2 separate regions of the Rattus norvegicus genome follow, and region 1 is linked to region 2. The links are chromatin contacts, called in public Hi-C maps. All regions are on one chromosome and are shown on one strand. Each heading gives the region's core, a stretch centred on a gene start, on an enhancer-like site or on the middle of the called end of the contact. The rest is flanking DNA. Distances are from core to core; before and after follow the strand shown.

Region 1 (5,476 bases), core at 1,121-3,620, 390 kb after region 2:
CCTGGGGGACGGGCTGTCTTAGACTCCTCGAGGTAGGGGGCAGTTCCCATGGGATCTGGATCTGAGGCTAGGAGGTAGCGGCTTCAGAGGGCCTTTGGGAAAGGCTGCTGAAGGGGCCTGGCGGCAGCAGCAACCTTCCTCGAACTCCTCCTCCTCTCCCCTCCCCCAGTCCTCAGCGGCCTCCAGCAGAGGGCTAGCTGCATCTTTGGGGACAGCAAGACAGCTGGGAAGCAGCGAACAACGCGCAAGAGAGCGGCCAACACTGGGGATGCGAGGTACCGGCAGTAGCCTTGGCCAAGTGGCCCTAGAGAGGGAGTAAAGGCCCAGCTTTCAGTTTTTCTCTTAAGGGTTGGAGGAAGGCGGTCTCAAGAGGAAAAGGAAGGTGAGGGGCGAACAGGCAAGCTTCATGGTCACTACTAGGCTCGCGCGCGTGCGCGTGCATGTGTCCATTTATGTGTGTGTGTGTGTGTGTGTGTGTGTGTGTGTGTGTGTGTGTATGTGTATGTGTGTGTTCGTTCTTTTATGTATGGTGCTGCTGGACACACATTCATTTTGTTTCATTGCATTATTTTTTAAAACTATATTTTATATATCACGGAATTCAAATTCGTCCTATTTTTATATCGCTGCATTGTATGCTTGGACTACAGTTTATTTAACCGTTTCCTGATTGTTGTACACTAGCTTTTTTCGGGGGGGGGAGGGCTATTGCAAGTAAGGCAGTAATGAATGGACTTGTGTATGTTTGGTGCACATGTACGAAGCTATTCCTGTAGGAGAAATTCTTCGAGAAGTAATTGCTGAATCAAAAAGTGTATGCATTTCAAATTTTGATAGATGTATCTAAATTCCCTTCCCCAAAGGCCATAATAATTTACACTCTCCAATGTAGTATGATATTTCCTATTTTTCCAAAGCTATGCCAACATGAATTGTTACTAATATTCATATCTTTTCGGTTATAGAGTAAAAATCACATGTCGTTGCTTTCATTTGCATTTTGCTGCTTATTACTATATTTGAGCACATTTTCATTTTTCTAATTACAAAAGTGAATAGTCAAATATGAACAGTCTTGTATATAAGCAATGAAAATTTTGAAAATTTAAAGAGCCCCACTTTAAATCCCAAGAAAAATAAAATAATCTAGAAGCAAACTATAAAACTTTCAGGAATACAATGGAAGAACGTTTGCATAAATGGAGAAGGAATTTCATGCTTCTGAATAGGAAGGCTCAATTTTGTAATGATATTCATTTTTTCTATATTGACTCGTGCAATTGATGCAATTCCAATAAATGTACTAAGTTTTTGGAACTTGACGATTCTAAAGTTTATGATGGGGGGATGGCTAAGAATAATCGAGAAAATTTTTTAAAGATGGGGGTACCTTTACTATTAAACTGTACGCTGAAGGAAGCATGTTTAAATTAGAATAGACAGAACAATGCATTAGAATGGAAAAGCCCACAAACGGGCCAGATTCGATCCCAAGATTTATTGGAGAAACATTGTTGGTTAGACATGCAAAAACTGCCATATTAAAATCTAAAAGCACCTTTCTCCCCACCCCAAGCTTGAATTTGCTTCTGAGGGCAGACGCCTTTGTTCGGAGAAAACCACTTTATTGGGTCTTTTTGGTTATGATAACGTAAAGAAGCTTCGATACTTAAAACTGGTGACTTTGGAGGCAGAACTAATGATATGAGCTTTTAATGAGAAGATGGATTCAGGTTAGCCTGCAGTGCGGCGAAGGAAGAGGTCTTTAAATTTTCCCCCATGTTTTGAGAAAAAATCTGTTGTGTCATTGTTTTCATTTGCATTTGTGTGTTTATTGGGATATTGAACATCTTTTATGTGTTAGTTAAGAATAGCACGTTATTCTTCGAGGAAGGTAACAATGGGAACCCATTTTTTCGCTTTCAGAATGGAGTTTGGCTAATTGGTACAGCTCTGCTGGAAGCGTGAGAATAAACAGGTTGACTTTTTAAATTTTCCTCAAGCACTAGGCAGGCTCCAGACACCTAAATCGGGGGCGGAGGTAGTTTTCAAGACATGGCCGAGATTTGGCGCTGAGCTGTGTCATCGCGAGGTTTGGTAGCAAGCTCCGCAGTGGGTCGGAAACCTCGTGGTAAGCGAGATCCCTAAAGGACGAGAGCTTCCTCCCTTTCCCCGAAAAACTCCCAGTCATTTTCACGAAGCTCCGCCTTTCTCCTTTTTAGGAGCGTGCACCTGGTCTCGCGAGATCTCATGTTTCCTAAAGGCGAGGCGCGGGCGGTATCCTGCAGTGAATTACGAAGGTCTCGCCGAGGTTGAACGTAATATCGCGATAGTTCCAACAGCGCATGCGGGAGCCGGCGGCGGCATACTGGCTCCGCCCCGTAGTGCTCCGTGAGGTTGTGCGTCATTTGCTTTTCGCTTCGCGTGGGGTGAGAGCTGAGCAGTAGCGATTTCGGCTTTGGTGGAAGGAGAGGTCTGGGACGGGCTGGGCTCAATTTTTCCTGGTCTGGTGGAGGTTCTCCTGGGATCACGCGAAGGCGGCAGAGGTTGGCTACTGAGTGCAGGAGCTGCGGAGGCGCGAGCAGCGTTTTCTGGTGCTGCCGTTCTTAGCCGGTGAGTTCTCGCGGGAGCAGGGTTACGTCCTCGTGGGATTCGCCGGCGGTGGCGGAGATACCTTGGGGGTGGGGGGGCAGTGACTAGGGTCGGTCCGCCTGTTAAGATGGCGGCGGAGGCTGATGCCTGTCTTGCTAGTACATGGTACCAAGGGGTTAGCTCTCCGCGTTTGTGACGCTTCTTAGGTACCAGACGTTAAGGAGATGACGAATGGCGAAACGTCGTGGTGCCGGTAAATCCTTCCTGAGATGAAGACCATCCTGTTTCTTACCGGTTAAAGCGACACCATTTCCCTGGCCTCAGCCGCGTGTGGGCCTGCCTTTGCCCCACCAATCGCTCTACGCCTCCGTTTTCGTCGTCGCAGTGGGCGGGTTGGGAAGTGCGGGAGGGAGTGGATAGTTATTGGGCAGTGGGCTGGGGATTAGATTGAAAGGTGGGAGAGGGGGACGCACCAAAGACTGGTCTCATAATCTTTGCGCGCTTGCTTCTCAGCCCTTGCAAGGACCCATATGAAACCCCTAGTTTTTCTTGATCCGAGGTGGGCTCTGCTTCCCCAGCTCCCGCAGTTTTTGAGCTAAGGTTTGAGAGGTCAATCTGTAGAGTCATTAGAGTACCTTCCCTTTCCCAAACTCTATCTCCCTGTCAAATCTCTCAGCTACGTGGATATCGGGATGCATTACTAAGGGGAGAAGTTAAAAAAAAATTCCTATCACTCCTCTCTAGCCCTAATTTAGAGCATAGCCTGAATCATCTACCCTGTCCCATCTCCTTCCATGGTGCTTTTGGCGCAGTTGTTAAAAGAGCTTATCTTGTCCCCTGCATTTACTCCATCTTTGTGGATGGAGCCTTAGTAACCTTCCATTTTCCTAGGTCCTCTTGCTTGTTGATCCCTGACGCGGGGACAGCGTACTGATTTCTTCAACTTTGAATGCTTTGAGACCATTCTTGGGCAGAACAATAAACGGGTCAGTGGTCGCATAATTGCAGTCTTAGGGGTCTCCTTCGTGCCCCAACTAGATGAAACTTTCTGTTTTTCCAACCCCTTCCACGCTACAAACTCTGGGACCCGCCCCCTTTCCCGCCTATATTTCTGTAGTCTGTTGGTCTGCGTATATCAGTTTGTTTTGTTACTGCTAACCACCATTTAAGTGCTTCTCACTTCTTAAGCCTTATACTTCTCTCTTAACTGCTCTTCCTCCCACCCCCAGGAGCTGAATCCTCTAGCACTGTGGACCCCCAGTACATTTTCCTTTCTCTACGTGTTTTGCCCCTTAAATAGTCACGCTTCTTTTAAATTTACTTAACTTCCTTTCTCCTCAAATCACTTCTATTATAGACAATTAATTCCATATCATGTGTTTCCGTTTGTAGATAACATGATTTGAATTACTTCTTTTATTTAGCACCAGTGTTGCATAGATTGAGGAGATGTCAACATTCCCAATTCATGGGAAGCAGCCTGGTGTAGAAAATAGTGTTTACTTCCAGTTCACATTGAACTCATGACATTGGGCAAATTACTTTTCAGATTCTGTTTGTTTATATAATGAGGATAGTAATGCTTACCTTAAAGGGTTGCTTCTAGATTCAGAAAATTTGTAAAATGCCTGCCTCATAGGAAGTTTGGGTGCCTTTTTTTTTTTATACATGAGAATATATTAGTAGATGTTTTGTGTCACATTCTACCTTTACAGCCTGGTAAGGTTTTTAAAAAATTGTTATTTCTTCAGCTGTAAATTTTTATATGCTTAGGAATCCACTCCTGTCTACTTTGAATTTTTTTCCTCATAAACCACTTTGTATGATCATTGGCTCATATTTGACTATGTTCTCACTATTTGAGGCTTCCATTAGTATAAGACTTTTGAGTGCAAAATCATTCTCTTGGAATGACCACCAGCTATGTTTCTGTCATGAACCACACCCAGGTGTTCTACCTTTTGGAAGGGAGTGCCTCATCCCTTGCCTACTCATTTTTGCCACTCCTTCAAAGACAGTCTGTTTTGTCCTTCACCTCAAAAAAGTCATGAATTTTTTTGCAGTGTTAAACTTAGGTTTTAAGTGTTTATATTTCTTTCTTTTTACCTATTATCATTTTTAGACAAACTTAAACTTTGTCTAAGATACCTCGAGTCAGTATGGGGGCATATTTGGCAATCTTTTTATTTAAGAAGGATAATACCTATGTGCAAGACCTTAGGAAGGTTGATCTACTAACTAAATACCAGCATTTCTCCCTCAAAGGCAACCACAGCTGGCTCTTAGATAACTACCTCCTGTTGTGCTTTTGCCATTTTATATTTTCTAACATTTGATTTGGAAGTAGTTTTTCTTACTGTTAATATTTCTATTCAGTACTAGAGTGGTTCTTTTCCTAGGGTGATGGGGTTAGAGTACAAATATAGTTGTAAGAAGTATGCTATTATTCAAATTTTAGTGGGTAGCATCTGGTAATTAACTATATGTCAATTTCAGTTTTGAGTTTCAGGGTTTGAGTTGGAAGTGCTGTAGGAAAATGAATTTACTCTTTAAATTGAAAGACAGGACACTTTGCTTTTGAGATTTTTTTAGTTTGTTTTTTTGTTTTGTTTTGTGTTTTTTTTTTTTTTGCTTTGAGATTCTTGTCTTGATTCCTTTTACAATGGGTTAAGCAATAATCACTAATTAACTCTTATCCTTCAGCATTATACTAAGTCTGGGAATGATGATCAAGGCATGACCTAAAAGGTTTAATTTATTCTAGGTAGATCTGAGAAGAGAGGAAGGAGTGGCAGTACCAAATAAAAACTTTGTCTAAGATTCAGTGACAAAGTTCAACCTGAATTTCCAGGATGTTTATCGTTTGTCTCCCAGTATGGCCAAA
Region 2 (5,908 bases), core at 102-2,601:
TTAAATACATTTTCTTCTATAAAGTAATGAGATTCTCTAAGAAAGTGAGAAGTAGGGATATTTCATTAATGTCTGAAGAAAAAGAAACAGTGCCATCTTAAAGCATACTATTTTCAGTTAGAAAATCCTGGTACAGATATATGGAAAGCCTTGACTGATTTTGCTTCTTATAGAATTGAACCTGCAAGGTCCGTGACTAGAGCCTGGGAAGAGCCTCACAACTCAGTGTGGGAGAAATTAGATGCTGTCTTTTTTTTTCATTTTCCAGGATCTCAAATCATTTGCCTTCTCTAAACCTGTTTTTTCATTTGGTGATAATCACAGATTTTTTTCTTCCACAGGGTTAAGAGTAAATGATATTCCAACCATGGAAAATGGATCTCATCCACTAAAAGTGCTCGATGTACATGAGCTGTAGGGAGTATTTTGTCTCTTTCCCAAGGCTGAAACCCGCCCCCGCAGCCCTATGTATCAATTTTGCAGTTTGGAGCCACGGGCTTCACCTCCTCTCAGAGGAGGAGACGAGGGAGGGGCAGCGAGTGTTAGGAGGGAGGGAGGAGGAAGGTGCGGGGGTTTTCTTTTTTTTTTTTTCTTTTTTTTGTTTTTTTAAACTCCCGTGTTTACCCAGGGTTACGGAAGACTTGGGGTTCCAGGCCCCACTCAAAATGGAGCCAAACTACCGCCTCGCCTAAGATGGCGGCTTCCCCGCCTATCAGCTCAAGGTCTCAAGCACAATTGGGCCACCTAGCAGAGGCTCACATCCTAGGCTCTCTCAAGGTGTCGCCCCGCCCCATGACGTCACGCAAGAGTTGCGGGCTTGATGTTCCGGGCTCCACCTTCACCTCTAGTGCCCGAGCCTCATAAGATGGCGGCAAGCTTGTCTCCTCACAGAACGCCGCCACTCTCAATATGGTAGCTGTTTACCATATTTCTCCACCCCTCTCCGCTTCAGCTTCCTCGTGATTTTGAATAAACTTTATTGATTGCTTTGAATCTCCTACATCCCCCCTATTATTGGGTTCTGGCGACCTCTCAAGCAGTCTTTGCAGACCCGGCGAGCCTATCTCGTGAAGAGGGCAGCGACAAAGCCGCTTGCCAGTGCGCCCGGCGGCCCCGCCCCCTCGGCTTAGCCCTCGGTCTCTAGAAGGCTCTAAAGGGCCAGACTGTGGGGGGTTGGGGGGGGAGACTGTGGTGAACGCTGCCCTAAAGCCCGGTCAGACCACGGGCACTGCGTGACGCGGCATGTGGTTTCTAGGAGAAGGCAAGTAAGCTTCACAGTTTTGCAGCGGCAATCCCAGAATTCACCGCGCGCCGCCTCGGGCCGGAACTGCCCGAATAGCCTCTGCTTAGCGCAGAGCTGTGTTGCCCCGGAGCGAGCCTAGCCGCTGGCGAGTCTCTGGGGCTGAGCTCTGCGCCCTGAGGAGTTCCCCCTGCAGCCTCGGGCATGAAGAGATCTTTGTAGCGTTTGGGACCGTGGACGTTTTTATCAGGTTTGGGGCGTAAAAAGGTTCCTGTCAGTGGGGGAGGCGTAAAGAGATCCTCGTAAGTTTTGGGGGCTACGAGCAAGATAGATTCTTATTTCAGACGAGACGTCTGTCAGGTGTGGGGAACAGCAGAACCCTCGGCAGTCTGAGGGGATTGCAAAGCAATGCCTGCCATTTGGAGGTGTGGAAGGAAAAAAAATCTTCGCTTAGTTTCGCGGGTGTGAGGAAATTCTAGTCAGTTTACTGGGGCTTCGAAGAGATCCTTTTTAGTGTCAGGGGTGAGATGAGCACCCTGTCAGCTTTGGAGTGGAGGACGAAATTGCGGTTTATTTCATTTTGGAGCATAATGAGACTCCTTACTGCTCAGGAAGGAATGATACTGAGAATGACGAAAAGGATAATTTAAACTCTCCGAACGCAATCCCAGAACTGTGATTTGAGTTGGGTGCTTAGTCTTGTTTTCTTGTTCCTGAAGGCTTTGGGGGGGGGGGGTGAGGCAATTCGGAATAACCTGCGGAGACTTAGAGGGATTTCCGCATCTCTGCCTCTTCCTATTTTGGGGGGCTAGAGAGGGTCTCTGGTCTCTTCCTCAGCTTCCCTCTTCCCAGCCTCATCTTTTATGCCGCGGTTTGCGTCATAATAAAGGGAGCTGAGTCCTGGGAAGCAAGAGAGCAGTGAAGAGAGGGGTTCAGTGAGGGATTAAAGAAGCTTCCCGAAGGCTTTCAAGATATTTACATGAAACCCGGAAAGAAGTTGTCACTGACTTCAGGGCCAAAGAAGGTAGGGGTCTGGGGGAGGCGTTTGGAAGGCAGGGCAGAGCAGAAAGCAGAACGTTCTTTCTGTTCTTTCCAAGTGAAAGAAATCCTGAAGGGTGGGTGGACTTTCTCCACTTAACTCCTGCACTCTCACCAGCTGTGTTGAGTCCTGGCTTGGTTACTCCCTTTTTCAGAACTGGAGGTTGGTACCCAGGGGGTGGGGTGGGGGCGGAGACACGGAACGATTTGGAAACCTGGGGCCGGAGGAGTCACTTTGTAAAGAAGTGTTGTTTGTGTCTAGCCATCGTCTAGGGAAGGCGGCTTGCTTGTTGCTGCCTTTCTGACCCTGTAAAGCTTCAAAACTGGCACGGCGCAAAACGATCCAACCCCCTGTGAAGATGGCCTCGGTGCCTGTGTATTGCCTCTGTCGACTGCCTTACGATGTGACCCGCTTCATGATCGAGTGTGACATGTGCCAGGACTGGTTTCACGGCAGGTAAGAAGGGCAGGCCAGGCTGCTCAGGGTGCGTTGGCCAGGTGTGTTGTTTTCTCTTGCTCTCTCCTCCTCTCAGCCCTGTTTTCTACCTACTGCTCAGAAACTAGCCCCTCTCTCAATTTACTAGACTTAGGTTTTTCTATCCCTCTTCCGCGGACTAGGTCCTAGCTGGTTTCTCTCGTTTTCCTATATGTATTTATTGTACTATGTGTGTATATACGAATATAAATATATAAATATATCTATATATGCATGCATATTTGATTTTGTAGCTGTGTTCTAGCTACAAAGAAAGTATATGGTTGTGTTTTTCCGCATGTCCTGACTTTGGGGGAGTCAGTACTGTATTTTTGAGATATCCGAGTCCAAGAACATGGATTTCTTTGTAACTTACTATCAGTGGCCTTGGCCAAGTTGCTTTTGCTTTTGTGAGCCTCACTTACAAATCAATACCTCTTTCATAGCTGTAAAACAGTTTGCTTGCATTCTATAAATGGAGGCAGAACTGGAATAATATTTTATTTCTGTGCTGTCTGCAGGGCCATCTAACTAAATTAAAATAAAAAGACATAGGGTAAAACAGTAGGACAAATGCACCTGTCACTCAGGTTTCCAGTGAGGTTATTGTATGTAATAAAAATCAAAATGTTATCCTATTACTGGGGGGAATTTTTATACTGGAATATAATAAAAACAGTATATGGCACCATTCTCTTGCTTTATGTGAAGTTCTAAAATGCAAGTTGTCAATCTTAACTTTTAAAGGAGCTGTTCCTGTTACACTCAAAAACAAAGTAAGGGTGGGGTCAGTGGGTCTCAGGTTCAAGGCCTGGCTGAGCTATAGAGCCAGTTCAAAACCAGCTCAGCAACTTAGCACGATTCAGTCTCAAAATGAAAATAATGTAAAGGGCTTGAGATATAGCTCATTGGTAAGCGCTTGTCTCAAAATATCAAAAAAATTATTATTTCATCTTATAGTTGTGTATATGTCTTATTACTTCCTAGAGGTAGAGATACCTTTTCTTTTTATTTTTAGTATTTCTAGTGCTAAATATGCAATAGATGGTGAATATACTTTTGAATAAATGAACAAGGTATAATAAAAAAAAGCTGTTACACTATGGTTCTTAGTTTACAAGTGTGTATGTTCAATATCTCTGGAAAATGGCTTTTGCTCACAGTGCAGAAATCTGAAAACAGAGCAGGAATGAAGATTTCCTAACTGTTTACTGTGTATCAGACGCCATAACTGACATTCCATAAATTATTTTGTCTGTACCCAAGTCTGAAAGTTAAATTTTTCCTTCTATTTGTATGGGTCTCTGTATGCGGGTGTGTACCATGTATGGAGGCCAGAGGTCAGCCTCAGGCTTCATTTCTCAGGAGGCAGCTACCTTGTCTTTTTGGAGGTAGGGTCTCCCAGTCGCCTAGTAAGGCAGGCTAGGCAGGTGGGCTAGAGAACCCCAGGGATTTTCCCATTTCTGTCTCTCTACCACTGGGATTATATGTATTCAAAGCTTTTTTACATATGATCTGGAGATTGAACTAAAGTCTTCATGTTTGGCTAGTAAACACTTTACTCACTGAGCCTTCTCCCCAGCCTGAAAGTTACACTTGTGGGAGAGCACACTCCTCTGAGTATGTGTAAATGCATCCATGTGTGCACAGGTGCTTAAAGAGGTGTTAGGTAGCTTCTTTATTGCTCTCTACCCTATCTTTCATGCCAAACCTTGAGCTAGTTGGGTTAGGCTAGCTGCCTAGCGAGCTCTAGAGATCCACTTGTCTCTTTTCTCTCATTGCTAGGGTTGCAAGCACTTATTGCCATATTCAGTTTTATGTTAGTTTTGGGGATTTGAACTCATATTTCCCGAGTTCCTGAAAGTTAGAATTTAAAGTGTGTGTGTGTGTGTGTGTGTGTGTGTGTGTGTGTGTGTGTGTGTGTGTTGCTTGTACATACATGGCATGATATGAATGTGGAGGTCACAGGACAACTTGCGGGAGTCAATTTTCTCCTTCCATCATATGAAACCAAGAGTGAACTCAGGTCGTCAGGGTCGGTGACAAGTACCACCTGCTGAGGTATCTAATGGGCCCAACCCAGATTTTTAAAAGAATGAACATTTTTTAAATGGACTTTAGGGCATAGGCCTTAATTACAGTTAACTTTGGAGACTAAGAAGGGGGGATAGCAAGTTCAAGACTGGCCTGTGCAAAAAAATGATTTTTTTTCCTATTGTATAGGTGAGACATGTCCATTATAGAAAATACAAAAAAAAATGGAAATAAAAGTCATCTATGAGTCCGTTGGGTATAATCCACTCTTATTTTTGTTTTTTTTTTCTTTTTTTTTTTTTTCGGAGCTGGGGACCGAACCCAGGGCCTTGCGCTTGCTAGGCAAGCGCTCTACCACTGACCTAAATCCCCAACCCTTAGTTTTTTTTTTTTGCTGCTGTTGTATTAACTCTTGTCCTTTGACTTACAACATATGCTTTTGTAGGCTGGGATTATATCATAAATACCATTTTGTGATCTCCCTTGCTCTACACCTAACATTTTAATGTGGGTATTTGCCAGGTTAAATAGTCATCTATAACATGTTTTTGATACCTTCTTATCGATATGTTTAGCACCAGTTTCTTAGTTATTCCTTTCATGGTTGTATACTTACATTATTTGTACTTTCTTACAAATAATGTGAGGTGATAAAACTTGGGGATTCTGGGAAGGTTTTTGTATCCAGATGTAATTGTTGATCAAAACAAAAAGAAAACCATGACTGGTGAATATCTTTGTGCAGTAGCTATTTGACATTTACAATGATAAAACTACTGGAACTTTAAGAGTTTTTAAGCTTACAAATGATTTATGAGTTGATGGATCAGATCTGTCTTTAATCACATTTCTAAGGTGTATTCTGCTTTTGTTTGTACATTCTAGCACAAGTTTCATGAAAGCATCCAGTTTTTAAATTTTCTTCTGCTTCTTTCTGTGGGCTGCCAGAGAACAAGGAACCTAGCTAAAAACCAGACCCTTAGTGGGCGGCTGGCTGTTCTTGCTTACTCAGTACACCCCCACCCCCAACATACTCACTGTACTCTAAGTTTTTACTTTAGGTCAGTTGGAAATTACTAAATATGTAGACTTTTCATGATTGTTTACAGTAGTTAGCCACA

The links. Hi-C and Micro-C count contacts between places; a contact is called where the count stands out from the background.
Region 1: a contact with region 2 is called in a Hi-C map of hepatocytes, with 1.6 times the contacts expected there. The contact joins the promoter of Huwe1 here to the promoter of Phf8 in region 2. A contact is called at or near these places in 3 of 12 Hi-C or Micro-C datasets (frontal cortex, hepatocytes and liver) and 1 of 1 datasets of contacts at active chromatin or transcription factors (oligodendrocytes).

What each region holds. Positions count from the first base shown.
Region 1 is chrX:24,350,847-24,356,322 of GRCr8, forward strand. It overlaps Huwe1 (HECT, UBA and WWE domain containing E3 ubiquitin protein ligase 1), which reads left to right and starts at 2,371. Exons shown (of 83, transcript NM_001408927.1): 1 at 2,371-2,613.
Region 2 is chrX:23,966,227-23,972,134 of GRCr8, forward strand. Phf8 (PHD finger protein 8) reads left to right here and starts at 1,352. Exons shown (of 22, transcript NM_001108253.1): 1 at 1,352-1,490; 2 at 2,541-2,735. The coding sequence starts at 2,638.